Regions from separate parts of the Mus musculus genome. Here regions 2, 3, 4 and 5 are each linked to region 1. The links are chromatin contacts, called in public Hi-C, capture Hi-C and promoter capture Hi-C maps. All regions are on one chromosome and are shown on one strand. Each heading gives the region's core, a stretch centred on a gene start, on an enhancer-like site or on the middle of the called end of the contact. The rest is flanking DNA. Distances are from core to core; before and after follow the strand shown.

Region 1 (5,127 bases), core at 1,000-3,499:
TCTGCCTTTCTGAAGTCTTGAACTTCAGGGAGGGAAAAGGACTTGGACATACACACCAGAGCGGCCCTCGATGGCCAGACCAAAGCAGTCCTCAATGGCTAGAGCTCTGTTCTAAGAGTGGACAGACCTGAACAAAGACCTGGGGATGTCCAGTGTGCTGGCAAATGTCTCTAATCCCAGCCCTGGGAAAGCAGGGGCAGGGAAAGCAGGGGCAGGGCCAGAGGCAGAGAGGCAGAGGCAGAGAGGCAGAGGCAGAGAGGCAGAGAGGCAGAGGCAGAGGCAGAGGCAGGGAGATCCCTGGAAGTTTCAGGCCAACTTGGCCTACACAGTATTCCAGAACAGCCAAGAGCTACATAATAGAGAGACCCTGTTCCAAAAATAAAAATAAAAATAAAAAAGATCCAGCATCCGGCCACCTCACTGAGGGCCCCAGTGAAATTTTCGTTTGGCTTCTGTTTGGGTTATTCATTGACCGGTCATCTCTTTTCTCTTCACTTTTAGAACGCTAGGAACAAGTTGACCATATCTCTGGGGGCACTTTTCTTCTTCTTTTTTTTTTTTTTTTTTTTTTTGGTTTTTTGAGACAGGGTTTCTCTCTGTAGCCTTGGCTATCCTGGAACTCACTCTGTAGACCAGGCTGGCCTCGAACTCAAAAATCTGCCTGCCTCTGCCTCCCAAGTGCTGGGATTAAAGGCGTGTGCCACCACTGCCTGGCCACTTTTCCACAAGAATATTGGTCTAGCTGGTTTTACAGTGACCAGAGTGAAAGAAACAGTCACCCAGCACCCTTAGGACCATCCTGGCCTGTTAAGGGGATGAGAAAAAAAAAAGCCATTTTCAGGTGACAAGATGTCACAGAGTAAGAAATACAGGAATAGATGCTAAGTGGTGTAGGTCTGAGTTCTGTGGTCATTTCCAACTAGCTGGGTGGCTGCGGGAAAACTGTATCAAGTATTCAGGGTGTTGTATGTGTGCGTGTATGTTGTATGTGAGGATGGACCAGTGCAGGCCAGAGAATCACCTCAGGTGCTGTTCTTCAGGCAACTTTTACCTTGGTTTTAGTAACTGGCTCTCTCATTGGCCCAGTCTGGAGGAGCAGGCTAGGCTAGGCTGGGCCTGTGAGCTAGAGCTCTGCCTGTCTCTGCCTCCCCAGCGCTGCGAAGTCAGTATCATCGGGCCTGTTAGGCTTTGTTTGGAATCTGAGTTCTCAAACGCAGGTCCTCATTCTTTCAAAGCAGCACTTTACTGACTGAGCCGTGTCGTGTCGTGACCTCCACCCCACCGCCCTCACACCGTGCACCCTTTTTGAAAGGAAGCAAAGAGGGAGGCAGACGTGGCGGTAACAAAGCCTGCCTAAGATCCATTCTTCCACAAGAGGCCAATACCTGCTCTACAGAGATGCTCTAGTATACTAAATGTGCTAAGCCGGACTCGTCACGTTGTCACCCAGCCGCAGCATTTTGTATTCTATAAGTCACTTGGGAGTGTATTCTCAAACTGCCCACCTTCATGGACTGGGACGTGCCAGGGCCTACTGCATCTATTTTGTAGAACAAAGTGAGAACTAGGTAGGCAGCAGTTGTCCGAAGTTGCAGAGTGAAGTGACAGGTGTTTGGCTCACCTGACAGTGGCCTCTCAGAACTAGCTCCCAATCTCAGGATGCCAGCTTCACCCGAATACCTATCCTTTGGGGTGAGCTGAAGCCTATGACTCACTCGCCCCCACCCGACTTTCGGTCCCGCTTGGGACAAGGCGTGAAGGGACAGAACGATCTGCCACTTGAGGGGTGTCTACAGAAAGTTCATAGGCTCGGCCTGTTCTTTACACAAAAAACAGGCTGGCTCTCTGGACTCTAATAAAAATAAATCGTGTTTCAATACATGTTAGCCGAGGTCTTTCCCTGTCTTAGCAGATATTTTTGTACTTAAACTTGGGCGTCGATGTACCTTTAGTCCCATCTCCACTTCACTTGGTTTGTCCTCGCCTCTGTTTACTCCGATTGCGGAAGTCGCTCGGGTGGAGTTCCCGGGACACTACCTTTGAATACGTCTTTTGCGTACTTATTTAATTGGCATTGGATTCAGACCAATGGGATAGCTGGGGGCTCCGGGCGGGTGGGGCAGGGAGCCAATCAGAACGGTTGGCGGGGTGTGGCTGCGTCCCGGGGCGGGGAAATCGCGTAATGGCGGACTCAGGCCGGTGGAGTGCGGCTGGGGGCGTAGCGCGCTGAGGGGGGCGTCCGGCTGAGTAGCAGCCCGCGAAGCAGTAGGCTGGAGCGTTCTCCGTGGGGACGCGGACCGGCTGCCCAGCCCTTCATGTCGCTGAGGGCGACTGCGCGAGGTCAGGTGAGCAACAAGTCCCCCTGGGCGCGCCCGGCTGTGAGAGGCGAGCGCCGGCCCGGCCACCCCTGCAAGGGTCCGGTGGCACCGGGTGTCTGCTCTGACGGTCGCTGGTGCGGCTCGTGTGTTGTCAGCGCCGTGGCGACACCTCAGGGGTGGTGGTGACCCAGAGTGCCCTTCGGAGACTAGGGAGGGTCGGCGAAAGTGGCCCTACCACCAACCCACTGTGTGTTCTTGAGCAAGTCACTTCCGTCTTCGGGCCTCAGTTTACCATTTGTAAATAGACTTCACCGAAGCCTGTGAATTGGGTCTCAGCAACTCCCCGAGCTCCTGGACAAGTTCATCTCCAGGCTGAGCCTCAGTTTCCATATTTGGACCATAAAGTAATTGAGGTGCTCTTTGGGGACCCTGGCTGCTAGGCTGGGGGTAGGGACATTGTGGAGGAGTGTGTGAGCACGCGCACATGTGCACAGAATGAGCCCTACAGAAAGGAGCCTTGGCTTACGGGCCACTGGTACCAATGCATGGGTGCTACCCAGATCGTGACAGGGAAGGGCTAAGTCCTGTGGTCCTTTGAGATGAGGAAATGTTCATAGATTCAGAGATCAGGGGTTACCCTTGGCGTTTAAGCCCAGCACTGAAGAGGAAGAAAGCCAAGGAAAATGTTAATGGTTGTCCTACTATGTGCCAAACCTTAGGTATAAGTGCTTGTTTAGTTTTTCCAGCTGTCCTTGTAAGTTTACTGGTGAGGAAGTCAAGTAGGTTTCAGAGAAGTAACTTGCTCAGGGTGACACCGGAACGTGTGGCACTTACCAAAGTGAGGGTGTTTCCTCTGGGAAGCACCGGGCGCGCAGGGATAAGTTAGTGTTCTCTTACAAAGTTTGCTTTGTCATAAATGGAGGGAGGGGTCTAGCCTGGAGAGTTGATTTCACTTTTGGTGTGGAGACAGGCTAGGTCTTAAGCTCAGGATTATTAATTATAAGCCCATCTCCTTTTCTTGCTTTGTGACTAAGGAAGGGCCATTTCTGAGTGTTAAAAATCACTTCGAAGTGTGTCAGGACAGCAGAGGATTCCGTTTGAGTCCCAGGCAGGTGTCACCAATATTTGTTGTATAGAGACATGAGTTTTGACTCCAGGTGGTGTCATCAGAGTGTCTTTCTCTCCTCTGTACAAAGGCTACATTTTATTGGGAGGGAGAATTTATCCATCTGTTGTATAATTTCTTTGGGTTCCTTGGGGCTAAAGTTTCAATGGCCTGCCTGTGTTCAAGTGTAGCCTTTCTTTCTTTGTTCTTTCCTTATCTTGCAGATGAGTAAAGGCAGTGGACTTTGAGTAGGAGTAGCTGGGTACCTTAGCCCTTAAGTTTTCCAAACCGCCAGAGCTTTGGGTTAATCAAAATAGCAGGTCCAGCTGTGGGTATTGTTCTCATGTGCCAGTGTTAGGGAGGGAAATCCGAGGAGGAAGTTGCTGAGAAAGAGGGCGTTTCTGAGCTGTGGAGCCAATATGTATTTTCTTTGTTTGAAATTCTAAAACCAGAAAAGCAGCAGCTAGAGGAAGGAAGGAAAGGACTTGCAAGCCTGCTTCCTGTCAGGGAGCTGTAAGGACTGTCCCGGGCCATGTGGGAGGCACCGCTTGCCCAGAAAAAGGCAGTTGAGTTGGCTGGACTTTGAGAACGGTCTTCTAGATTTTAGAATATAGAATGAAGTAACTTTAGGTCTTAAATCTTCCAGAGTAAACGATTAAGGGACTCTTTATTGAGTCATCACTGTTGGTTCGTTGTCCCCATCATACTTCCCAGGCTTTGTCTGAGTTTTAACTGTGATTACAAACTCTGGGTTTTAACATAATCTGACTTTCCTACTAGAGGGTGCAAAGCCACCAGCACTTGAAAAATATGTTTGCCCATTTAATTATATCCATGTTGTCATTTTCTTTTTAATGTTGCTATTTATTTATTTATTTATTTATTTATTTATTTATTTATTTATTTATTTATTTATGAGTCTGGGTCTTCCTATGTAACTCAGGCTTACCTTGATCCCAGTATTTTCCTGTGTCAGACTCCCAAATGTTGGGATTATAGGCATCAAGCATTAGCATACTCCACTTGGTTTTTGACATTTAAGGTTTTTTTTTTTTTAAATGGTTGTGAATCACACAACTTATGTAGTGACTTATGTCCTCTGCCAGAGCAACAAGTGCTCTTACCTGCTGAGCCATCTCCTCAGCCCCTTGTGTCTTTTTAAAAAAATATATTTTATTTTACCTTTAATTGTCTGTATGAGCATTTGGCTTTGTGTGAATGTGTGTGACTTTAGTTCCAGAGGATCTGATTTCCACTTCTGATGTCAGGCAGCCTGCACATGCACACTGCACATGCATACATGCAAGCAAGATATACAGTAAATATTGTACAGCAAAGTTGATTTCAGTGTCTGAAAATAGTGTTGTGTAGAAAACTTTTTTTCCTGTGATGTAAAACTTTTACTTTAATTAAAATGTAGTCAGTGGGCGTTTTCTCTCAGATTCCGAAGTATGCCTTTTAGCACTCTCTCTGTACTTGTTTTGATAAAAGTACAATGACCCCCACCCCCACCTTTTTCTGTTTATGGTTCTGCTAAGCAGACACTCTTTCCAGCTGAATTACATCACCACCCTCTCTGTCCTCCCCCCACATTTATAAATAATAATTTGTAGGTTGTTTGGTCTTTATTTTCTGTAAACTCAAAGATTGGTGTTTGTAGGACTTTTTTTTTTTAAAGATTTTTTTAAATGAATACAGTTTTTT
Region 2 (5,127 bases), core at 1,870-4,369, 250 kb before region 1:
AGGACAGCCAGGACTACAGAGAACCCTGTCTTGGAAAAAATAAATCATCTCCCCAGAGAGGCCTTCCTCACCTGAGGATAATAATTCGTCCCTTCTCGCTTCCCTCCATGGACTTAGCCTGTTCCCTTTCCTTCGTACCACCTGCTATTACTTGATATTATTGGGAAATACATGCAAAGATCCACACAATGCCAGGCAGCAGTGTGTTCTCTGCTCATCACCAGTGAACATCAGTGCTCAAAGAATGCTTGTCGCACGCTGAACGGAAGAACTCATCATATGCTTGGGACTAAGATAAATGACAGAAAAATAAGGATGAATGAATCGTATTTCCTACCTCAAGCAAGCTAACAATCTAACAGGGAAGATGTTCATCTTATCGCGAGAAAAAAACCCACACACTCAGCTAGGCAACCCTTTAGCCTTTCTCAGTCTGTTTCCTAGCTCATAGACTGGGAATGTTTGTAATTACTCCACAGGATTGTTACAGATTAGAATATTACATGTAAAGTACTTTTCATACGGCCTGGCACACGATGTACTTAAACAGTAGCTAGTAACATTATTAACTATTGACTCTAAGGAACCCCTTGACCCCAATGCCTAATCAACGGCTAAATCAGTAGCTATCACCAAAGAAACTGCTCCTAGACCACACCGACACCTTTTTTGTTGTTGTTTTGCTTTAAGACTCACAGCTCAGGCTGGCTTTGAACCTGGAGACTGTCTTGCCTTGGCCTCCTGAGAGCTAGGGTTACAGACCTGACTCATCACACCCAGGCTCTGGTTTTAAACTCCTTCTCTGTTCCTCCTTCCCTTTCTCCCTTTTTCCCTTTGAAAACAGACTCACAATGTGGCCCTGGATCACCTTGAACACACTAGGCAGTCTAGATTTGCTTCTAAATCATGATAATCCTCCTGCCTCAGCCTCTCAAATGCTATCGTGTACGACTATGGCCAGTTTCAACTCTAATTTTGATTTAAGTAAACACAGATTTGCAGTTAAAAGAATCTGTATCAGTTCCTATGCTTACTATACAACTTAATACTCAAATATGAAATATTCCACATACAGTCATTTAAATTAGGTTAGTCTCAATGAGAAAAAAAAAAAAAACCCACAAATTCTCTTTCTTTCTTTCCTCTCTTTCTTTTCTTCTTTCTGGTGGTTCAAAACAAGGTTTCTCTGTGTAGCCCCTGGCTGTCCTGAAACTCTGTAAACTGGCTAGCCTCTCAAACTCTGAGATCTACCTGCCTCTGCCTCTCAAGTACTGGAATTGAAGGCATGACCCCGCCCCCAACACCTGGCACAAAATTTTCTTTATTATTTTTGTGTGTATGATATGTGGAACATACATAGAACTAATGTAAACAGACACATTGTGTGTGCCAGGGAACGAGTGTGGCTGAGTGTGGAGGTCAGAGTACAGCTCTGTGGAGTTAATTTGCTCCTTCCACGTTCATCTGGGTTCTGGGGCTCAAATCAGATGGTCAGGCCTGCACAGCAAGCACTTTACCTGAACCATCTTGCCAGCCCCTTGAAAAGAATTTTCTGATTTATCCTGTATTATAGCTCCTTAACAAAAGGAAACTGGGACACAAAGTACCATACTGTCTAGTCATCAATTATTATTGTGTTTTTCATATCTGGGTTAACAAGCTGAGTATTCGTACTACCTCCATACACCCAGGCCTAACCCTTCCTGCCTGAAACTTTCTACCTCTCAAATCCTACAGTATACATTTAGATATAAAAGCAAAGTGACAAGCTGGGTGTGGTGGCGTACATTGTTAATCCCAGCACTTGGGAGGCAGAGGCAGGTGGATCTCTAATTTTGAAGCCAGCCTGGTACACAGAGTGAGTTCCAGGATAGTCAGAGCTACAAAAAAACTGTCTCAAAAAGAAAATAAAAGCACAGTGGTAGCTTATGCTTTAAAGCTTAGGACATAACTGCAATTCAGAACTGACTCTACTTATTAACAGTATAGCTAAGCTCACAAAAAAAAAAAAAAAAAAAAAAAACAGAATAATAAACAACACAGATGGTTGTCACCATTTTTAAAGTAAAATTGCTTCTGTTGTTCTGTTTACAGGGCTCTGGGATGATTCTGAAACTCAAAAACAGCCTGTACTTGACTCTAGCTACAGAAGGGAGTTTTAAGGTAAGCAGTTACAAACTGACTTGGCCCAACCCTGCCATCTCTTACTTGGTGTGTAATTGTGGCCAAGAGTAGCTCTCAACGGAGGCAGAAGAGGACATCTTCATGCTTGAAATGGGAAAAACGTTCGCTACAAAGACAACCTAACCTAAAATGTTCCCGGTGCATTCTGTGCCATAAAGCAGCAGTCCTCCCGTCCCTTAAATGCCAGGCACTGACTGACGTCCAGGTTAATTACAGGAAACACAGTGTATTAAGTCACTCGAACGCACGCATTCTCCACTTCCCTTAATTGAAAGTTGCTGATGTCTGAGGACCCAACCGCTGAGCTGAATGTGAACCTAAAGTCGCAACCAAGTAAGCACCCCCTGATCGGAACTGAGGAAAACAAGGTGGGTGGGGAGAGGGGGACGGCGACGACAGGAAAAACTCGGCTGACCACTGCGCCAAGTCAAGACTGCTGCTCACAGTCCTGGAGATGACACACACTCCCTCCCACCATCGGGGCTGTCGGCTCTGTTGACCCCCAACACCGTGAACTCTAACCGCCTAAGACAGGGGTGTGGACCTAAAGGGCCCGAGCCTGGCCGACCCAGGGAAAGGCAGCTCGCCGCGCCCAGAGTGGAGGCTCGCGACGGCCTCAAGGTGTGGCCTGAGCTGCGACCCAGACCGGGCTCCCCGACTTGGCAGCTTCACCACCGTCTGTCCCTCAGGCCGCCCCCAGCTCCCGGCTGGGTCCCCTCGCTCACTGGCTTGGCTGATCCGCTGGATGTTGCCACTGCATGTCTGGATGATGCTGTTGAAGTCCCGGGGCTGAGGCCCCGACGGCCCGGGGTTCCGATACATGTCTAAGGGACCGTAGGACATGACAGTGAGCAGAGACCGGGTCGCGCTTCGCGGCGCTCCTACCGGAAGCTGCCACTGACCGGGCCCAGCAGCTGAGAGGAAAACCGGGAAGAGAAAGGGCGGGGAAGGGACCGCGACTGCGTGCGCACTGACCCCCCGCCCATCGCGGTGCGCATGCGCGCGCTCCGCCCCATCCTGCAGTGCGCGTGTGCGGCTGGAATTGGCGGTGGGTCGTCTCTTGAGAGTTTTCGAACTGCTGGCGGTGAGCGTTCTCGCAAGACCCGACTCCTCCAGCTGTGAAGCCAGTACAGGACCGGACTTCTTCAGCCTGTCGTCTACAGACGGCGCGCCCCGCATTCCACGACCTTCCGGCCGCCAACACGCTCATCCGCATCCTGCTGCTCCCGCATCCTGCCGCTCCCGCATCCTGCTGCTCCGCGCGGCACTGTTGTTCAGGCACCCAGCAAGTTCTTGCTTTTCCAACCCATGTCAAAATCGAGGTGAATGCATGAGCATGGAATGGGACCAGTACACGTGCAGTTGTACCCGACAGGATTCGATGGTGAAAACTGTTCAACACCTAAATTTCTAGCAAGAATAAAGTTACTACTGAAACCATCCGCCAATACGGTGTGCCCCGTGCTTACCCACTTCAAGGGATTCTGGGACATTGTTGATTAACATTTCCTTCCTTTGAGGTCAGGCTGGTATACAGGGTGAGTTCCAGGACAGCCAAGGTTACATAGAGAAACCCTGTCTCGGAAAACCCACTCACACTCCAAACAAATAAAAACCATTCCCTTCCTGCGGAATTCAGTCATGAGATATGTTGCCAGCCAGATGGCATTTGATTGACAGCCCACCAACTTACAATGTGCACCACACCTACGAAAACTGGGCACCCTTCTCCAACCTCTCCTACTACATCAGAGCCTCTCCTCCTGTAACAGATGACTGCCTGACTCCCATCCTGTGAAAGGGAAGAAGAGGGTTTCTGATTCAAAAGATTATGGGGAAAATTCTAAGAAAAAAATTCATCCTTGACCCCCAGGGCTCGAATATGATATTCACATTCTTCGGCCAGCAATTCACCCACCAGTATCTCAAGACAGACCAGAAACAAGGACATATATTCACTAGAGGGCTGGGCCATGGAGTGGACATATAAGCCATGTTTATGGTAAAACTCCAGATAGACAGCATAAACTGCTCCTTTGCTTTCTCTTTTAATTATTTATTTTTATGCTCATTGGTCTTTTGCCTGTACCTGTGAGGGTGACAGAGCCCCTGGACCTGGAGTTACAGAGAGCTGTGAGCTGCCATGTGAATGCTGGGAATTGAACCTGTGTCCTCTGGAAGAGCAGCCAGTGTTCTTAACTGCAGAGTCATTTCTCCAGCCCCAAACTATGCCTTTTCAAGGATGAAAAACTCAAGTACCAGGTAATTGATGAAGAGGTATATTCTCCCATCAGAGAGATCAGGGACACTCAGGTGGAAGCAGACTGCCACTGCAAACCCCCAAATACCTGCTTTAGGGCAGATCTTGGGTTTGGCCACTGGTCATATGGTATAAGCTACACCATGAACCAGCACCACAAACCATTCTCACCGAAGCCTTACCAATCATTTGAAGAACTCAGGAGAAAGAGGCTGCTGAGTTGGAAGTTCTCTGTGGTAAAATTGATGCTGTTGGTGCTGGTTAAGAGCACTGACTGCTCTTCGATACGTTCTGAGTTCAATTCCCAGCAACCACATGGTGGCTCACAACCATCTATAATGAGAGCTGATGCTCTCTTCTGGTGTGTCTGAAGATAGCTACAGTGTACTCATATATACATTAAATAAATAAAATTTAAAAATTAAAAAAAAAAATCGATGCTGTCCTCCCCTGCTGATAGAAAAGCCTCTTCCAGGTGCTGTCTTTGGGGAAACCCTAGGGGAAATTGGGGCACCATTCTCCTTGGAAGGGCCTACATCAAACCCTATCTGTTCTCACTACTGGAATACTGGAAGCCAAGCTCTTTGGGGGAAGTGGGTGTTAAGATCATCAACACTGCCTCAATTTAGTGTCTTGTTTTATTTGGGGGGGTGTTCTAGACAGGGTTTCTCTGTATAGCCCTG
Region 3 (5,127 bases), core at 1,930-4,429, 210 kb before region 1:
AGTGGTGGCACATGCCTGTAATCCCAGCACTTGGGAGGCAGAGGCAGGCGGGTTTCTGAGTTCTAGGCCAGCCTGGTCTACAAAGTGAGTTCCAGGACAGCCAGGGCTACACGGAGAAATCCTGTCTCGAAAAACCAAAAACATTTCCTCCATTTCCAGAGGGCCAGAGTTCACTTTCAGCACCCACATTCCATGGCTCACTACCACCTTCACCCCAGTTCTAGCGGCTTCTGACACCTCTAAGCTTCTACCAGCAACTGAGCTCACAAACAGAGTTAACAATAAAAATAAAACTTAAAAAAAAAAAATCTAGTCTACATAGTAAGACCTTATCCAGCTGGTCGTGGTGGCATCCTGTCTCAAAAAAAAAAAAAAAAGACATGGTTTCTCTGTATATCCTTGGCTGTCCTGGAATTCACTGTAGACAAGGCTGGCCTTGAACTCAGAAATCCACCTGCCTCTGCCTCCCCCAAGTGCTGGGATTAAAGGCGTGCGCCACCACTGCCTGGCACATTTTATTTTTAAGACATGATTTCACTGTGTAATGTGTAAACCTGGCAGGGTCTTGAACTTCCACTCTGAGACCAGATTGCTTCCCAGTCTACAATTAAAGGAGCACTGATATTTTTGTATAAGACTTTGTAAGAGAGACATGATCTCTATATAATAACCCTGGCTGTCCTGGAGCTGGCTGTGTTGACAAGGCTGGCCTTGAACTCAGAGATCTTCCTGCCTCTGCCTTCTTTGTAGAGGTTTATAGACCTTTGCCACCATGTCTGGTACATTTTTTTTTTAATTTTACTATTTTTTAAAACGTGTGTCCTGTACCTGTCTCTTCAGGTGCCCACAGAGACCAGAGCAGTCAGATTCCCCTGGAAGTAAACTTACAAGGAATCTCCTAAGAGTGCCTCGATTGAACTCTGGTCCTCTGGAAGAACAGTTCACTTAAGCACTCAGAGCCAATGGAACTGCTGGTATTAAAGAAGTGACTCACCACGCCCAGAGCTGTTTACATTTCTCTATGCAGATGTGGTGGTTCACATTTTTAATCCCAGCCCTAGGGAGGTTGAAGATAAAGACTGTTCTCAAAATGAAAGCCAGTCTGCCTTTAAACCTAGCACTCCAGAGGCAGAGGCAGGGGGATTTCTGAGTTCGAGGCCAGCCTGGTCTACAAAGTGAGTTCCAGGACAACCAGGGCTATACAGAGAAACCCTGTATCAAAAACCAAAAAAGAAAACAAACAAACAAAAAAAGAAAGCTAGCCTGGACTACCATCTCAAAAACAAAACAAAACAACTATAAACAAAAGAACAAGAAAAACAAAAAACATCTTTCGAGGTCAAGGAGAACTGTACCTCTCCTGCTGGTACTCGGTCCTACAGTAGGTACACTTCACAACAGGGTGAGCAATCCGGCATTCCTGAAATGAAAGGAGACAGTCTGAAAAGGACCAGAGGAGCAGAAAGTCTGAATTCAGTAAAAAGCTGCAGACTGGGTACTAACTGTTGCTAGCAAGAGGCCTGGGTGAGTCATGTAACTCTCTGGACCTTCTCCTCTATATGCATATCACTTCCCTGCTGTTGATGTGGGAGTAGGAATCTGTATGAACTACTCATAGATTTTAAAACAAATATATCATGAATAAGCTCTAGATTGGTCGTTAGCTCTCTAGGTAAGAGTCCAGCTGGTCCGTCTGCTGTTGTGGGATAATGAGAAGGATCACTTGTGATACGAAGGCAAAAGATTAAAGCTGTCTTGTTTATTGAACTTCCTTTAAAAAAAAAAAAAAAAAAAAAAAAGAGCCGGGAGGTGGTGGCACATGCCTTTAATCCCAGCACTCAGGAGGCCGAGTTCAGGATTTTCTGAGTTCGAGGCCTGCCTGGTCTACAAAGTGAGTTTCAGGACAGCCAGGGCTATACAGAGAAACCCTGTCTTGGAAAAACAAAAAACAAAAATAACAACAAAGAATCATACAGCCTTAGACTGAGCAACAGTACACGACTTTAATCCCAGCGTTTGGAAGACAGAGGCAGTCAGATAGATCTCTGAGAGTTCAAAGACAGCCAGAGCTACAAGTTATATGACCCTGCCTCGGAAACAAACAAGAAAAATGTTTAGATCAAAGTTTTTATGTCCAAGGGGGCCTTCAAACACTATCTTTCGGACTCAGTAAACCCAAGTGGCTTAAGGAAAGTATGTGGGCATCTTTTTGGGGGGACGCGGGGAGGTGAACTACACACAGCGGACGGACACAGACACACATTCTGTATCTGAAATATCTGAGGATCTGTCAACGGCAACTCTGCACGAGCTTGCCGACTTAACTGTTGCTCTCTTGAACCGACGAGGTGGGAGGAAGTTATATATAAAAACGCTGGCATTTCAGGGGTTAAAAAATGCTTAGGATGAGGAGGAAGGCTACCAATTAGATGCTAAAAAGTCACCCTGTTCGTGTGTGTTCCAAGACACTGTTGGGGTACTTTTTTCATTTTCCCTAATAAAGCCTTGCCACCTCTAACTTTGAGATCGGCTGTAAAGTGCCCACGAAGTGTCCAGAGTTCAAAACACTCCTCACAAGCAGCACCTGATTCCGGGGTTCAATCTCATCCAGGACAAGGGAAATCTCTGGACCGTCATTCTACACTCAAGACGACCACATCAGAAGAGAAGGCGGTCCAAGGAAATCTTCCCGGGGGGCCAGTCGGGGACAAACAGGGGAGCTGTCCCCTCCCGCGACCTCACCAGGTCGGAGAAGAAACCCCAGCCGTTGCTAAGCACCAGGACACGCCGGCTGCCAGGGCCTGGACTCCGCCCGGGGCTCCCACAAGTACCCTGCAGTCCTCTGCGGGCCCGGCTCAGCTCGTCCGCAAAACGGGCCGGCCACACCCTGCCCGAGGGGACCCCGGCAGCCGTCCTCGCTGGACCGAGAGTTCCGAACCGCGCCTGGAGCGTCCCCAGCTCCCGGCCGCCGCCCCAGCCCGCGCACCTTGCACAGCTGCTGCCCCTGAGACAGCGCCTCGAAGGGGAAGCGCTGGTGGCACTTGGTGCAGGCGTACAGCGCCGCCATGTCCGGCCCGGGCCGTGATCGCCGCCGCCCCTCCCGCCGGCCCGCCGCTTTATCTGACAGTCTCAGGCACAACCTGGCGGCGGCGGCCGGGCCGCGGGCTGCGGAGGGCGGGCGGGCGAGGGCGGGCCGCGGGCGCAGGGGCGGGCTCTCCGGTGCTCAGAGGCCGTTCGCTGGCTCGCGTGGACGTCGATCACGCGGGAGGGGGCGGAACGTGGAGTTCCCGACGGCTCTGATTCGGTCCGGGTTGGACTACGCCACTGTGACGCTCGGGGCCGCGATTATGTAAAGCGCAGTCACGCGGGGGCGCCGCCTGAAAAGAGCGTCTTCCGAGTAGGATAGCGGAAGCCCTCGGGCTCCGCCCACCTGCCCGCTGAGGCTCCGCCCTCGCTCCGCCTCTCCGGGGGCTGCGGGAGCATTGGAGCTTCTCGCGATACTCGATGAAGTTGTGATGTTTTGGGTTGCCGTGGAGCTTCCCGCTAGCCGAAGGAGTGTGGGATTGGGGTGACAGTCGGGCAACGTCGGATTCGAACTACGAGACCATCCGGAGTTTAAACCCACTGGCAACCAAGGAGGAAAGTCTATCTTTGGAGCAGGCGGAGGGGAAAAGCAGGATATTAAATGAGTGTCCTCTATGGGCTGGAGAGAAGGCTCCGAATGCTGCTTTTGCAAAGTTTGGTTCCCAGCACCCACATCTGGAGGCTCAGATCGCCTGTAACTCCAGCTGCAGGGCTATCCCTGATGCCTCTTAACTCAGCAGGCACCTGCACTCACGTGCACTTACAAAAGATGGGCAGTTGTAAAATGGTAAAACAGTAGAGACCTGAAGCTAGAATTAAAGGCAATAGGAACACGGTGGCCATGATACTCTTGAGATCGGTTGGCTGTGTGTGTATGGAGGCCATCTGTACATGACCCAAAACCTTTAATACATTTTAGTTTGTGTGTGTGTCTCTGTGTCCCCCTCACTTAATATGGAGCTAATTGATCTGTCCGTTCTAGTGTGTGTGAGACTTAGGGATTGGTTTGATCTCTAGCACTGGAGAAAGAAAAAGAGGTAGGGCATAGGAAGTGAGAGGAAAGAAAGGAATAGAAAATATCGATGATCATTCATACAATAAACCTTTTTTAAAAGTTATTTTTACTTGTAAATGTGTTTGTGGGGCTGGAGAGATGGCTCAGCGCTGACTGTCTTCCAAGGGTCCTAAGTTCAATTCCCAGCAACCACATGGTGGCTCATAACCATCTGTAATGGGGTCTGATGCCCTCTTCTAGTGTGTGTCTGAAGATAGCAACAGTGTACTTACATATAATAATAAATAAATCTTGGGGCTGGAGCCAGCAAGGCTGGAGCCAGCAGAGGTCCTGAGTTCAATTCCCAGCAACCACATGAAGGCTCAGAACCATCTGTTCAGCTACAGTGTACCCCTATACATAAAATAAATAAATAAATCTTTTTTTAAAAATGTGTTTGTGAGTGTGCATGCCTCTGTGTATGTGTGTGTGTGTGAATGCAGTGCCTATCAAGGCTAGATGGAGTCCCCCAGGGCTGGAGTTGCAGGCAGTTTTAAACTGTCTGACATGAATACTGTACAAACAGTATGTAATCTTAACCACTGAGCCATCTCTCCAGACCCTCCTTGAATAACGTGTTAAGTATTTACTATGTGACAATTCTGGCTTATGCACACAATCAATAAGCCAGACATGATCTCTGCCTTTGTTTGGCAAATTAGCCAAAAGGGGCTATGATAAATGAAAAGACAAACCGTAAGTTGAGCATAGCAGTAACACCTGTAATCACAGTACATGGGAACTGGAGGCAGGAGGATCAGAAGGTCAACTCTATCCTTCACTACTTACTAAGTTTGAGTCTAGCTAAGCTCCATGTGACCCTGTCTTTAAAAACAAACAAGCAAAAAACCCCACAGCCAGGGAGGCAGAGGCAGGTGGATCTTGATAAATTATTTCTCCATCCATGAAACAAGCCAAATTCAAGCCAGATTACATTATATTAAATGGAGGTTTATTGGGCTCTCTGGCAAGTTCACTGGCCCCAAGGA
Region 4 (5,127 bases), core at 859-3,358, 170 kb after region 1:
CTGACTGGGCTCTACCTGGTGCCTTGAATGCTAACATTAACTTTCAACAGAGTTTCACTGGGAGATGCTGACCGTCTCCTTCTTCAGCCATGAAAAGTGAGTTTCAGGGGTCAGACTGTCTTAAGTCCATGGAGTTTCATAATCAGCATCTGAAACCAGGGCTTCTAGATCAAAGCGCCAGGGCCTTTCTGGGTAGGGAACGGACAGCTGCGTCTCCTGGGCACACACTCACCACCATCACTTTTGGAGAAAAGGGCAGCTGTGATGTCCCGGCCTAATGCGTCACATGCACTGCTGTGGGCCTGCTCTGGGAACTTCCCTTTGAAGTCATCCAGGCACTCCAGAGCCTCGGCCACATACTTCAGTTCAAAGAGGCACCGGGCCAGACGGAAGTGTGCCTTCAGGTGGCAAGGGTTTAGGGAGATGGCCTTGAGGCAGTCCCGGAGGGCATCATAGTGGTCCCCGTCCCTGAGAAGGTACAGGAACATAGCTTAGAGGTGAGAGAGGCCCTGTGGCAGATACAAGGTTCCCACCATCTTCTGTGGCTACTTCTAGGCCATCTCTGACAACCCTCAGGGTGAGGAGATAAGGAGATGAAGCCTTGGCGAAGCCCACTGCTCCCTCCCTGGGAGCAGGAGTAAGCTGAGGCTCAAGCCAGGAGCCTGAGGCTTGGCGAGTAAAGAGCAGTGTCGGGCTGCCCTCTGCTGGGCGTAGGCTGCAACTGTGCACTGTTCACCTCAGGCACCCGCAGCTCTGCAGCAGAAGGCCTGGCATCCTGCCCACCGCAGACTCCCCAAGCCCTCCTTCTCTTTTCCTTCATCCACCTCCTCAAATCCCCCTGCTGGTCTTCAAAGCTATGTCCAAGGCAGGGGGCCCTCAAGGACAGTTCTGTGGCCTGGAGAAGCCAGAAGTGTTAGGCCAGGGACTCAGGGTCTGACCAGCATGCCCTCAGCCAGACCCCCCTCTGTCCTGGCTGACTGATCTGCAGCAGCTGTGGCCTCCACCTCCTGGGGCTGGAGGATGGGGCCTGACTGTCTGGCAAAGTCAGCTCTCTGGAAGCTGATGGTGAGGGGGCTGTGCACACCAGGAGCTCCAAATCCTCTCTACTCTTTTCTCCAATGGACAAGTATGGATAAAGGGGAGTGTAGGCTTTCTGTTGGAGGGGTAGAGGGAGACGCCCTCTTTTCCAGGCCCACCTCCCTGTTGCCAGAAACCCAATTTGGTTTCTCATCTGTACAGCCAAGCAGCAATGAGAGTCACTTTCCCCTTTAGAAACCTGTAAATGTTTGTATTTTCAATGCTGGGGATTGAACCTCCCCGCTTCCTACTGGGCTGGGGTGGGTCTACTATGCTTACAGCAAGCAGCACTCACTAATGCCAAGGGTCCCTTCACCAAGGGCACAGGTCACAGGTGTCTCCTGACCTCTCTCGCCATACAGTCAGGAGGAGCACCCAGCCCTTGGAGTAGCCACTTAAGACTCTAACCGACAGCTAAGCAATGTGGGGCAGGCAGGAAGCAGAGCTGCTTTGATGGTGTGCTCTGCGTCAGAACGAGTGCCTATGACGAAGGAGCAGGCGCTGTTTGGAAACCCAGTTACTGCCTGCAAGGTGCCCCTTTCTGAGCTCCTAGCAAGAGCCAGACCAGAGACCAGCCAGGAACCAGAGGGTGGTCTGTTTCCAGGAGCAGATGGTAGCCCTGGGGAGGCTGGCCTGGGACAGAACGTGACATTCTAGGGGTCACTGGCAGGCATGTGGGGATGGGGAAAAAAAAAGAGCAGGCTGGCCCCAGGGCTCACCCATCCTAGATGTACTGCCAGATCAATCTCCCTGAAAAGACAGCCCTCTGCACGTCCTCGCTCAAAGCTCTCCAGTAGCTGCCCATCACACACTGAATCAAGGCCAAATGCCACCCTCTGCATTCCAAGCCCTTTCCAGGCAAGCCCCAGGCTACCTCACAGACTCATCCCCTGCCAGTCCTTTCCAGAACCCTCTGCTCCAGCCAAATGGATTTGCTGTTCTGAGGCAGGCTCTTCAGTCAGTCCCCCGCCCCCACGCCTTTGTTCACACCATTTCCTCTCCCTGCAGTGTCCTTCCCCACAGTCCTCTCCTCCCCCTCATCTCCTTGTCTGAGCTGCCCACATTTAGAGCCCATTCAGACACGACATCTTTCTGAGGCTTCCCTGATCCTGAGCTGAGGTGACTCAACTCTTCTTGGTAACCCACAGCACTATACCTGACCATTTCCAAGACTTACTGCTTCCTGCATCTTTCCTATTTCATGCCGAACTATGCCAGAGAGTTTATTCTCGTTCAGTGGCTGGGCACTCTGGGGCACAGGGACTCAGAGTGATAGAACTCTGTCTCCCCAGTACCTAGCACACAGTGGGAACTCAGAAAACAAGCTGTGAATTCAGAAATCACCAACTTCTCTCAGCAAAAATACAGACACGAAGCTGAGCTCTCAGCCAAGTCAAGATGAAGGGGTTGTCACACCCTACCCAACCAGTGTAACAGAGGTGACACAACTCAGATGGCTGGGCCCCAGATAGTCCTCTTTTGAATGTGGGTGCCCCTTGATCCCTGGGGAAAGTCCCGAGGCTTCAGCTAACTGCTCTGTGTGTGGCATCTCCCCCACTCCCATCCTGCTGACTTGAGTGGGTTCCTTAAGCTTCCCCAGGCCTGCCTAGTTTCAGCCAGACGATGGCACACCAGCTGGCCTGTCTGTCTGGGCAGAGCCGACGGATGCCAGACGGAGCAGAAATGGCTGTGGGCCCAGCTCTATCCATCTCTAGTCTTGGCCCTGGCTGGGGGATGGGGTCTGCCTGCCTGCCTGTCTGATGGTGCTGCAGGCAGGGCTGGGACACTGATGATCTCTGCAGATGTGGGGCATCTTAGGATCCTGACCTGCCTATCCCATTATCACAGGCCAGTGTATGTCTGAGGTCTAGCTCGTATGTGGTCCAGTGATGGGTGTAAGAACCCAGAAAGCAGATTGCAGGGCCATTCAGCCTCAGACTCATTTTATAAAGGTACAAATGAGCTCTCCAAGCTCTGCAGTCGGATCTATCAAGGTCCCACTCTTCTCTCAAAAGTCCAACCCAAGCCTCAACTCTCCAGTAATTAGTATCACCACCCCTCTTAATCCCTACTTCCATTCACACCTTATAACAAAGCAACGTGTGAATCTCCCTCCCACACACTAAATGTCTTGTGCTACCTCAGCCTTAGGTAGAAAGGAGGGGGCCTATGTTCAAGAGGCCCCAAGAGCTGGGATGCCAATGCCACCTTCTGTGGATGCCCTAGCAACTTGGTCTCATGGCCCAGGTGCTTCAGCCCTTGTTCTGACCGAGAAACCCCTGCGGTTCCCACTCACCACTTGCGCTTCATGTAGGCGGCAGCTCGGTTGCCATAGAGCATAGCGTTGTGCGGGGCCTTCTGCACAGCCTGGCTGTAGAGCTGGATGGCCTGGGTCCACTGCTGGCAGGCGAAGGCTTCATTGGCCTGCTGCTTCACACGCTCCAGGTATGGGGGCAGCTCCACCTGGGGGCTGCGAGGGAAGGAGAGCCAAGTCAGACCACTTAAAGATTAGTAGCCCTACCCAAGGGCCACGCATGGTTTTGTGGACCCTGGCACCTCACTGCCATCTAGGAGATGGGGCCACTTTCATGCTGAGCTTGGGCCATTATCTATTACCATGAAAGAATATGCATAATTCCAAGTGCTTTGAGCCAGTAAAGGAGCGGCAGGAAAGCCATTACCAACCAAATGCTGGGGTTCGGGTGACAGCCACTGGTGCCACCTTCATCTGCACTGAACTAATCTTGTGACCACTCTACTTCCTCCTATGGGAAAAGTCTGTCTCAAGGACGAGACAACAGAGGGGTGGGAAGAGAACAGAGGCAGGGATGTACTGTAATGGGAACTACTGTAATGGGACGGATTATCTGCATGGGAGACCAAGTCAATACTCAGAGGCAGCTAGCCTCTGGACCCTTACCCCAGGGCTGGGGCAGAAGGACAAACTTCAATCTGGGTATGTTTGGCAGCCTCTCAGATAGAAGCTGCCTTTGGAACACTAGCTGCCCTCTAAGAAGCCCCTCTGGCCCAACCTCTACCATCTGGGATTCACAACTGGGTTGAGGTCAGGAGGGAGGGTTTTTTGTTTGTGTGTGTGTGTGTGTGTGTGTGTGTGTGTGTGCGTGCACATGCATACATGCATTGTATGTGTGTGTTTTGTTGAGATTTTTGTATTATGGATGTTTTTCCTCTATCAATGTCTGTGCACCAAATGTGTGCAGTGCCTGAGGAGGCCAGAGGAAGGCACTAGATCCACTGGAAATGGAGCTACAGACAGCTATGGCAGCTGTATAGGTTCTGGGAATGGAAGCTGGGTCCTCTGAAAGAGCAGCCAGTGTTCAACTGCTGAGTAGTCTCTCTCCAGCGCCACGAAGACAGGCTTATAGGGCATGCTTATCTCCCCGTCCACACACTGTCACTGAGACTGAAGGCCACTGAGGTCAGCTGGCCTCACCTGATGCACCCCTTGCTCTCTGGCAGCCGGAAGCCGTTGCTGTGAAGGTGTAGGCCATTCGACACGCCGTTGGACACCCCGTTAGTAGACATCTTGCCGTTCTGGACTTCTGGAAGAATGAGAAGAAAGTAAGAGTGATGCCTGAGGAGGAGGGCTTCACTTCTCTGCATCCCTTGGCTTCCATCATGGGACCTGATGGCTCCACTGTGAGACTATTCTCCCAGGTCAGATCCAGTCCCAGAAAACAAGTCAGGACAGGCAGGCAGTGGAATAAAGAAAAGCCCGTGCGCCCTCTGCTGGCTACAGAGGGTACAGCTCCTTTCTGTCTGCCATTCCCCACAGCTGAGGTCGGGGAGGGAATGAGGGGAGAAGAGGTTGGGGCTCAGCTGTGAGCCACAGGGAGAAATCCATGAACCAGGGTGAGAAGGGAAAGGGCAGCTACCTCAAGTGCTTAAGAGCCAGGGCACTGGAAGGGCCCATCTTCCATAAGCCTTGGACAGAGCTCTGACCCGTCTGACTATCCTTCTGATAAGGCCAGGGTAGAGATCTTCTCTTTTGGAGTGTGTAGACACAGGTCAGAGTAACGAGTGGGCTTC
Region 5 (5,127 bases), core at 1,010-3,509, 160 kb before region 1:
CAACCACTGAGCCTTCTCTCCAGCCCCTGGGATTGTCTTAAAGGAACATGAACATAGGGCATCGAGAGAAGTAACAGTCTCGTTGAGTCATCCTGTGGCTGCTTGGCCCTGTGCATTGCTTCTGTGACTATGCCGACTATGCCAGAATCCATCCCAGAGCCCTAGCCTCCATCCTGCCCAGCGCTGACAGTGACTCAAAACTGTGAAGTCTGATCTAAGGAAGAAGGGAATGGATGTCCACAAGCAAATAGCATTTACCACGTGGCAGGCCCTTGGTGTGACAGCTACAGGGTCTCTCCCAAGGTTTTTGTGAAGTGCTGTCTTCTGCAGTCTTTATTGCATGAAGAATGGAAATGCAGAGAGCAAGCATAACTTGTCCAAGGGCACCAACAGCTAGGGAGTCTGTCTCTGCAACCAGGTAGCATGGGACGGAAGTCTGTGGTCAGGAAGGCTTCTCTGAGGAGGGAGCAAACATAGTAACCAACCGGAAGGAGCCGGTTTCAGACCAGAAGAAGAGTGCTCCAGGCAAGAGCAGGTGAGGGCTCTGCTGGAAAGTGTGTGAACACTGGGGAAGGCCCCTAGGGAGCCACCCAGGAGCTGGACTTAGAAGAAGAATTACAGAGCAATTCCTCCAAGATCAGTGTATGTCCTTCTGTCTCTCCCTTATTCCCTCCCTCTCTCCCTTGCTTCTCTCTTTTCCCTCCTGTTTTTTCTTCCTTCCTCTTTTCCTCTCTCCTCTTCTGTCTTCTCTTCCCATCTCCTCTAATCTCTGCCTTCTCCTGTCCTATCTCCCTGCCTTCCTCTGCCTCCCCCTCCTCCTCCTCCTCCTCTTCCCTTCCTCCCTCCTCTCAGGTAGAGAATCACTACTCCTCTTTGGCTGTCCTCCAATCCACAGGGCTCAAGCATCCTCTTGAGTAGCTGGGAGTGCAGCTGGTGCGGCTGTTCCTTTTGTATCTGGGCTCCCTATGGCTGGGCTCCCATTGGCCACGATATACATTTATTTGTTAATTGCACACATGGATCAATGGCCAAGGCCAACTTAGAGGATGCTCTATAATGGTGGCAGTGCTATCCAGGCAGGGTAAAGCCACCCTCCCACAGTCCCTGAACCTCCACTACATTTCCTTTCTTCCTCCTACACCCACTTCATATTTTCCTAAGAGAGAAGCACTTTTATTTGGTTTTTTGAGACAGAGTTTCTTTGTGTAGCCTTGGTTGTTTTGGAACTCACTCCATAGACCAGGCTGGCCTCAAACTCAACAAAGATCTGCTTGCCTCAGCCTCCCAAGTGCTGGAGTTAAAGGTGTTTGCCATGGCTCATTGAGAGAAGCATTCCTATCTGCATCCATCACTTGCTGACACCGTGTGTGTCACCATGATCCTCCTGAACTTGTACTTTAGGGCGCTCACACACAGCCCCCTACACCCCTGTCTGTACACAGAAGCACACCTGACTGCATAATGTGTCCGAGCTGTTGATTCTAAACCCAGTCACGCATCGTCATCGCCTATCATCAGTATAGCCCCGGGGACACCCACTTGAATCTTCCATGCCTTAAGCCCTCACCCTCCCACAAACATTTCCAATTCAACCCTAGCTCTCCCTCCCCAGGCAGGGGGATTTCCTGGGTCTCAGTGCACCTTGGTTTTAGAGAGGTAATACTGGTAATAACTCTTGGTTTTAAAGGGAGGGTGGGTATCGGGCTGGGGGAGTATAGGGAGGGCTCTCCTAGAGACACTGTGATTGATTAAGGATTCTCCTCAGCTTCTCTAAAACTTGTGTGTGGCAGTAGCCTGATGGGAGCTGATTGTTGTGAAAAACAGGTACCCAAAGGCAAGGGCCTTATCTCCACCGCCCAGTTCCTAAAGATGAGGCGGCAGGGTATAAGTGACAGGCAAAAGATCCCTGGCAAATGTAGTGACAGTAGTGTAAAGGCTACAGGCTATGTGAACTTGGGCCAAGTTATCCTGACCTGGCTCTGTGTTTTCCTACCTAGGAGATGAGTGGGGAGTGGGAGCCTTTGGGATGGCCAACCCCCCACCCCCTTGGTATCCCACTCTAGTAACTAAAGGGACAGGTCCCTTTGGCCGGAACCTTTGGGAAGGAGCTGGGGCGCAGGGACAGCGCTGGGAGAGCCCATCCACAGCGGGAAGTGGGAGCCAGCGGACTTTGGATCTGGGGGCCCCTCCTGGCTTTGGGCAGCAGTCTAGGGGCTGAGGCGTGACTTCGACTTCTCTGGCTGCCGCCTCCTCCTCCGCAGTCACCAAAATAAGAGAAGTCCGAGACGGCTTCCTCCTCCCTCCCCAGAGTAGGTAGTAGGGGCAGAGGCGGGTAGCACCTCACTTTACCCCCCACATCGCCTCTCCTGGTTGCTGGAAGTTAGGGTTGGCTCGCCCCAGATCGAGTCACCCGCAGCTGGCTCCCTTGAGACCAGGTAGGCGGCCAAACCCGGTGGGGGCTGGTAGGGCAAATGTTGCCCCGCCCCTAACCGTCCTCACCTTGGAGGGAAGATTTGGGGGTAAACCTGAACTTTGAGAGCTGAGCAAGTTGAAAGCGGGAGATGGGGGTGGGGATCCCATTCAGAAAGGAAATGAAGAAGGAAAACTAAGGAAAGCTGGAAAAGGCTGATAAAAACCTAGGAGAAGGCCGAGGCAGTACGGCGAAGGCAGACCAAAAATTCCCCCTAAAAGTCTAAATGGGGAAAGAGAGGGAAACTGTGTTGTAAATTTGATAAAATTTGGGGAGAGGGCTGAAAGTACAGGAAGGCACTGTGGGATCCCCCAAAAGCGTCTAGGGAGAGCCCTGAGAGGCTTTCAGGAGGAGAAAAAGGAAAGAAGCTGAGGGGGTATGAGAGAGGGGTAGTAGGTGGGGAAACTGGAAAGGGGGAGGGGATACTGAGGAAATCGGTCGCGAGTTCCCGAGAAGGGGGTCTAGGAGAGTGACTTCTGCAGAACTCGGAGTCCAGAGTGCAGTTCTGGGGTCTCAGAGGCCGGCTATCTGGATTCCTCAGAGGGAAGCGGGGAGTCTGCAAACTCCCCCCAGACCCTCTAGCTACATCAGTGGGGCAGCGGGTTCCAGACACCCTGGGGATTCCTTCCAGCAGCTGGAGGCGTGGATCTGGGTTTCCTGGGGAAGACCTCACCCTGGGGCATCAGACCTCCCTGGGTGCTTTTCCCTATCCGCAGTGGCGGTCAAGGTTTGCGTCCCTGTCGGGATCCGGGAATTGCTGGCAGCCCCGACGGAAATCCTGCTTTTGACCGCCAATGCCCGCAGGGGCTGTTTCCATGGCAACACAGGGCAGTGAGGCCAGTTGGCTTTGGGCCGCTGCAGGCTCAAGGCTGGCAGCCAACTTTGGTCCCTGCCTTCGTCCCCATTTTTGGTCCTTGATCCGGGTGTGTTGCACCACAGAGGGAGTGAGAGGGTGCCGCTTGGTGTTCAGGGGTCTCCTGCCTCAGAGACATGTTCTCTTAGCAAGAATGGGCCTTTAATTGCTATGCAGACCTCAAGGAGAGCTAGCTTTCTCTGGACTTTTGCTTTTCTCATTGGAACTTTGGGGAAGAAACTAGCCCTCCCCATACCAAAGCTGTGCCTAGTGGCTCATGCCTATAATAATCCTTGCATCCAGCAAACAGAGGTAGGGAGGTTGTCACGAGTTCAAGACCACCTTGAGCGATATAAGCAGAAAGACAGGTGGGGTGGGGGAAACAGAAATAGAATGGGAAGGGGTGGGGCGGGGAGGAGAGGGGAGAATGGAGGAGAAGGCAGATGAAGTTCTATCAGATCCAGGCCAGCTGGCTCTACACAGTTCTTTGCCTTCTCAAAGCATGGAGGACCAGAAAGCTTCGCTGACAGGGCCTCTGAGAACCAGCACACAGTTGGCATCTACTAAATGTCACGTTTACTAGGGCCCATTCCAAGAAGGTTAGCAGGGTTCGCATCTGTACCCCACTCTCCAGGTGGCCACCCTACAAGCAAGCCTTTTGTAGTCTAGAATTGGATGCAATGAGCATCCTTCCATTTGTAGTGGGAAGGTGGAGGGGGTAGCCAAGCTGTGTGGACCCAAGAGAGGGGGAGGTGGAGGGGGGCTCCTGCCTATATCAGCTCCTGCTCCCCAGCAGGCTTGAAGCTGTGAGTGAGATTGTGTGAGGGTGCTCCCCAGTGTGCTGTGGGCTTGAAGTGAATGTGTTCACGCCTGGGTGCTTGCTTTTGTGTGGTTATTGGGGGTGGGGGGTGGGGGCTGCTCGGAAGCTACCTAAGGTTGAAGTGACAAGGGACGTAACCAGCCCTGACAGGCTGGGTAAGGGACAGGGAAGACAGAGATGAGGAAGGAAGAGCCAAGTCTCTTCCACACAGCACATTGGGTCAGCCGATGGTAAGGAAAGCAGACTGCCCCATCCCACTCCCTCAAGACTAAGGGATGAGATTAAAGGCTTGGGCCACCACAGACAGCAGGGGTCTCTCTCTCTCTCTCTCTCTCTCTCTCTCTCTCTCTCTTCCTGGATATTCGAGGCAGGGTTTCTCTGTGTAACCTTGGCTACCCTGGAACTCTGTAGACCAGGTTGATCTCAAAACTCACAGAGATCCGCCTGCCTCTGCCTCTTGAGTGTTGGGATTAAAGGCATGCACCACCATCACCATCATGAGGCTCTGTCTTTTTAAGACCGGGTCTCACTGTGTAACTCCGGTTAGCCTGGGACTCATTGTACAGACCAGGATGGTCTCAAACTCACAAAGATCCACCTACCTCTGTCTCCCAAGTGCTGGGATTTAAGGTTCAGACTGCTGTGTCAGGCCAGATAGACCCAGTTTTACCCACCACAAATGGGGGAAACTCAGCTGACACCTTAAGGACCGTGTCGGGGGAAGAGCTAGGATAGTACAAAGATGGTGTCAGGACTGGACCAGCTGTGACTCTCAAAAAAGGATGGTGTAAAATGAGAGGAAGTTAGTGAGCCATGAGAGCCTCTGTGAGGGAGAAGGAGGTATCAGTGCTCAGTGAAAGGACGGTGGAGGATCCTGAAAGCCCACAGTCAGGGCTCTGAGTGTATGCGGTGAGGGATGGTGATGCCTTCACACCTTAGACTCCCACTTGCCCCCTCAGCCCAGGACTGTCCCTGCCCCATGCT

The links. A called contact is a pair of places that touch in the nucleus more often than the background predicts. Capture Hi-C pulls out chosen DNA fragments and counts their contacts.
Region 2: a capture Hi-C map of macrophages shows a contact between it and region 1, with 2.2 times the contacts expected there. The contact joins the promoter of Stx12 here to the promoter of Wasf2 in region 1. A contact is called at or near these places in 1 of 39 promoter capture datasets (neural stem cells), 1 of 115 datasets of contacts at active chromatin or transcription factors (embryonic stem cells) and 1 of 9 other capture datasets (macrophages).
Region 3: a promoter capture Hi-C map of liver shows a contact between it and region 1. The contact joins the promoter of Fam76a here to the promoter of Wasf2 in region 1. A contact is called at or near these places in 3 of 39 promoter capture datasets (erythroid cells, hematopoietic stem and progenitor cells and neural stem cells), 2 of 484 Hi-C or Micro-C datasets (embryonic stem cells and natural killer cells), 8 of 115 datasets of contacts at active chromatin or transcription factors (bone marrow-derived macrophages, craniofacial prominence, embryonic stem cells and 3 more) and 2 of 9 other capture datasets (adipose tissue and liver).
Region 4: a Hi-C map of double positive thymocytes shows a contact between it and region 1, with 4 times the contacts expected there. The contact joins the enhancer-like site here to the promoter of Wasf2 in region 1. A contact is called at or near these places in 9 of 39 promoter capture datasets (the 3T3-L1 cell line, 3T3-L1-derived adipocytes, hematopoietic stem and progenitor cells and 5 more), 1 of 15 datasets of contacts at CTCF or cohesin (large pre-B cells), 10 of 484 Hi-C or Micro-C datasets (B cells, CD8 T cells, double positive thymocytes and 6 more), 13 of 115 datasets of contacts at active chromatin or transcription factors (the HPC-7 cell line, the SCID.adh cell line, T-cell acute lymphoblastic leukemia and 7 more) and 4 of 9 other capture datasets (adipose tissue, liver, macrophages and 1 more).
Region 5: a contact with region 1 is called in a promoter capture Hi-C map of adipose tissue. The contact joins the promoter of Fgr here to the promoter of Wasf2 in region 1. A contact is called at or near these places in 4 of 39 promoter capture datasets (maxillary cranial neural crest, neural stem cells, neutrophils and 1 more), 1 of 484 Hi-C or Micro-C datasets (natural killer cells), 7 of 115 datasets of contacts at active chromatin or transcription factors (embryonic stem cells, heart atrium, microglia and 1 more) and 4 of 9 other capture datasets (adipose tissue, embryonic stem cells, liver and 1 more).

The regions. Positions count from the first base shown.
Region 1 is chr4:133,128,384-133,133,510 of GRCm38.p6, forward strand. It overlaps Wasf2 (WAS protein family, member 2), which reads left to right and starts at 2,250. Exons shown (of 9, transcript NM_153423.6): 1 at 2,250-2,345.
Region 2 is chr4:132,881,339-132,886,465 of GRCm38.p6, forward strand. It overlaps Stx12 (syntaxin 12), which reads right to left and starts at 3,120. Exons shown (of 9, transcript NM_133887.4): 1 at 2,910-3,120. The coding sequence starts at 3,027. It also overlaps the pseudogene Gm13033.
Region 3 is chr4:132,919,372-132,924,498 of GRCm38.p6, forward strand. Fam76a (family with sequence similarity 76, member A) reads right to left here and starts at 3,180. Exons shown (of 9, transcript NM_145553.2): 1 at 2,987-3,180; 2 at 1,356-1,420. The coding sequence starts at 3,067.
Region 4 is chr4:133,297,188-133,302,314 of GRCm38.p6, forward strand. It overlaps Wdtc1 (WD and tetratricopeptide repeats 1), which reads right to left. Exons shown (of 16, transcript NM_199306.4): 11 at 4,532-4,640; 12 at 3,374-3,547; 13 at 233-468. Among named protein-coding and RNA genes, the nearest start is that of Tmem222, 22 kb to the left of the region's middle. Within about 2 kb of position 2,109, at least 79 of the 459 cell types and tissues checked have an H3K27ac peak or open chromatin away from gene starts, as enhancers often do. A contact at or near this core is called in CD8 T cells, the HPC-7 cell line, the SCID.adh cell line and 5 more, where this site is marked.
Region 5 is chr4:132,971,836-132,976,962 of GRCm38.p6, forward strand. It overlaps Fgr (FGR proto-oncogene, Src family tyrosine kinase), which reads left to right and starts at 2,260. Exons shown (of 13, transcript NM_010208.4): 1 at 2,260-2,435.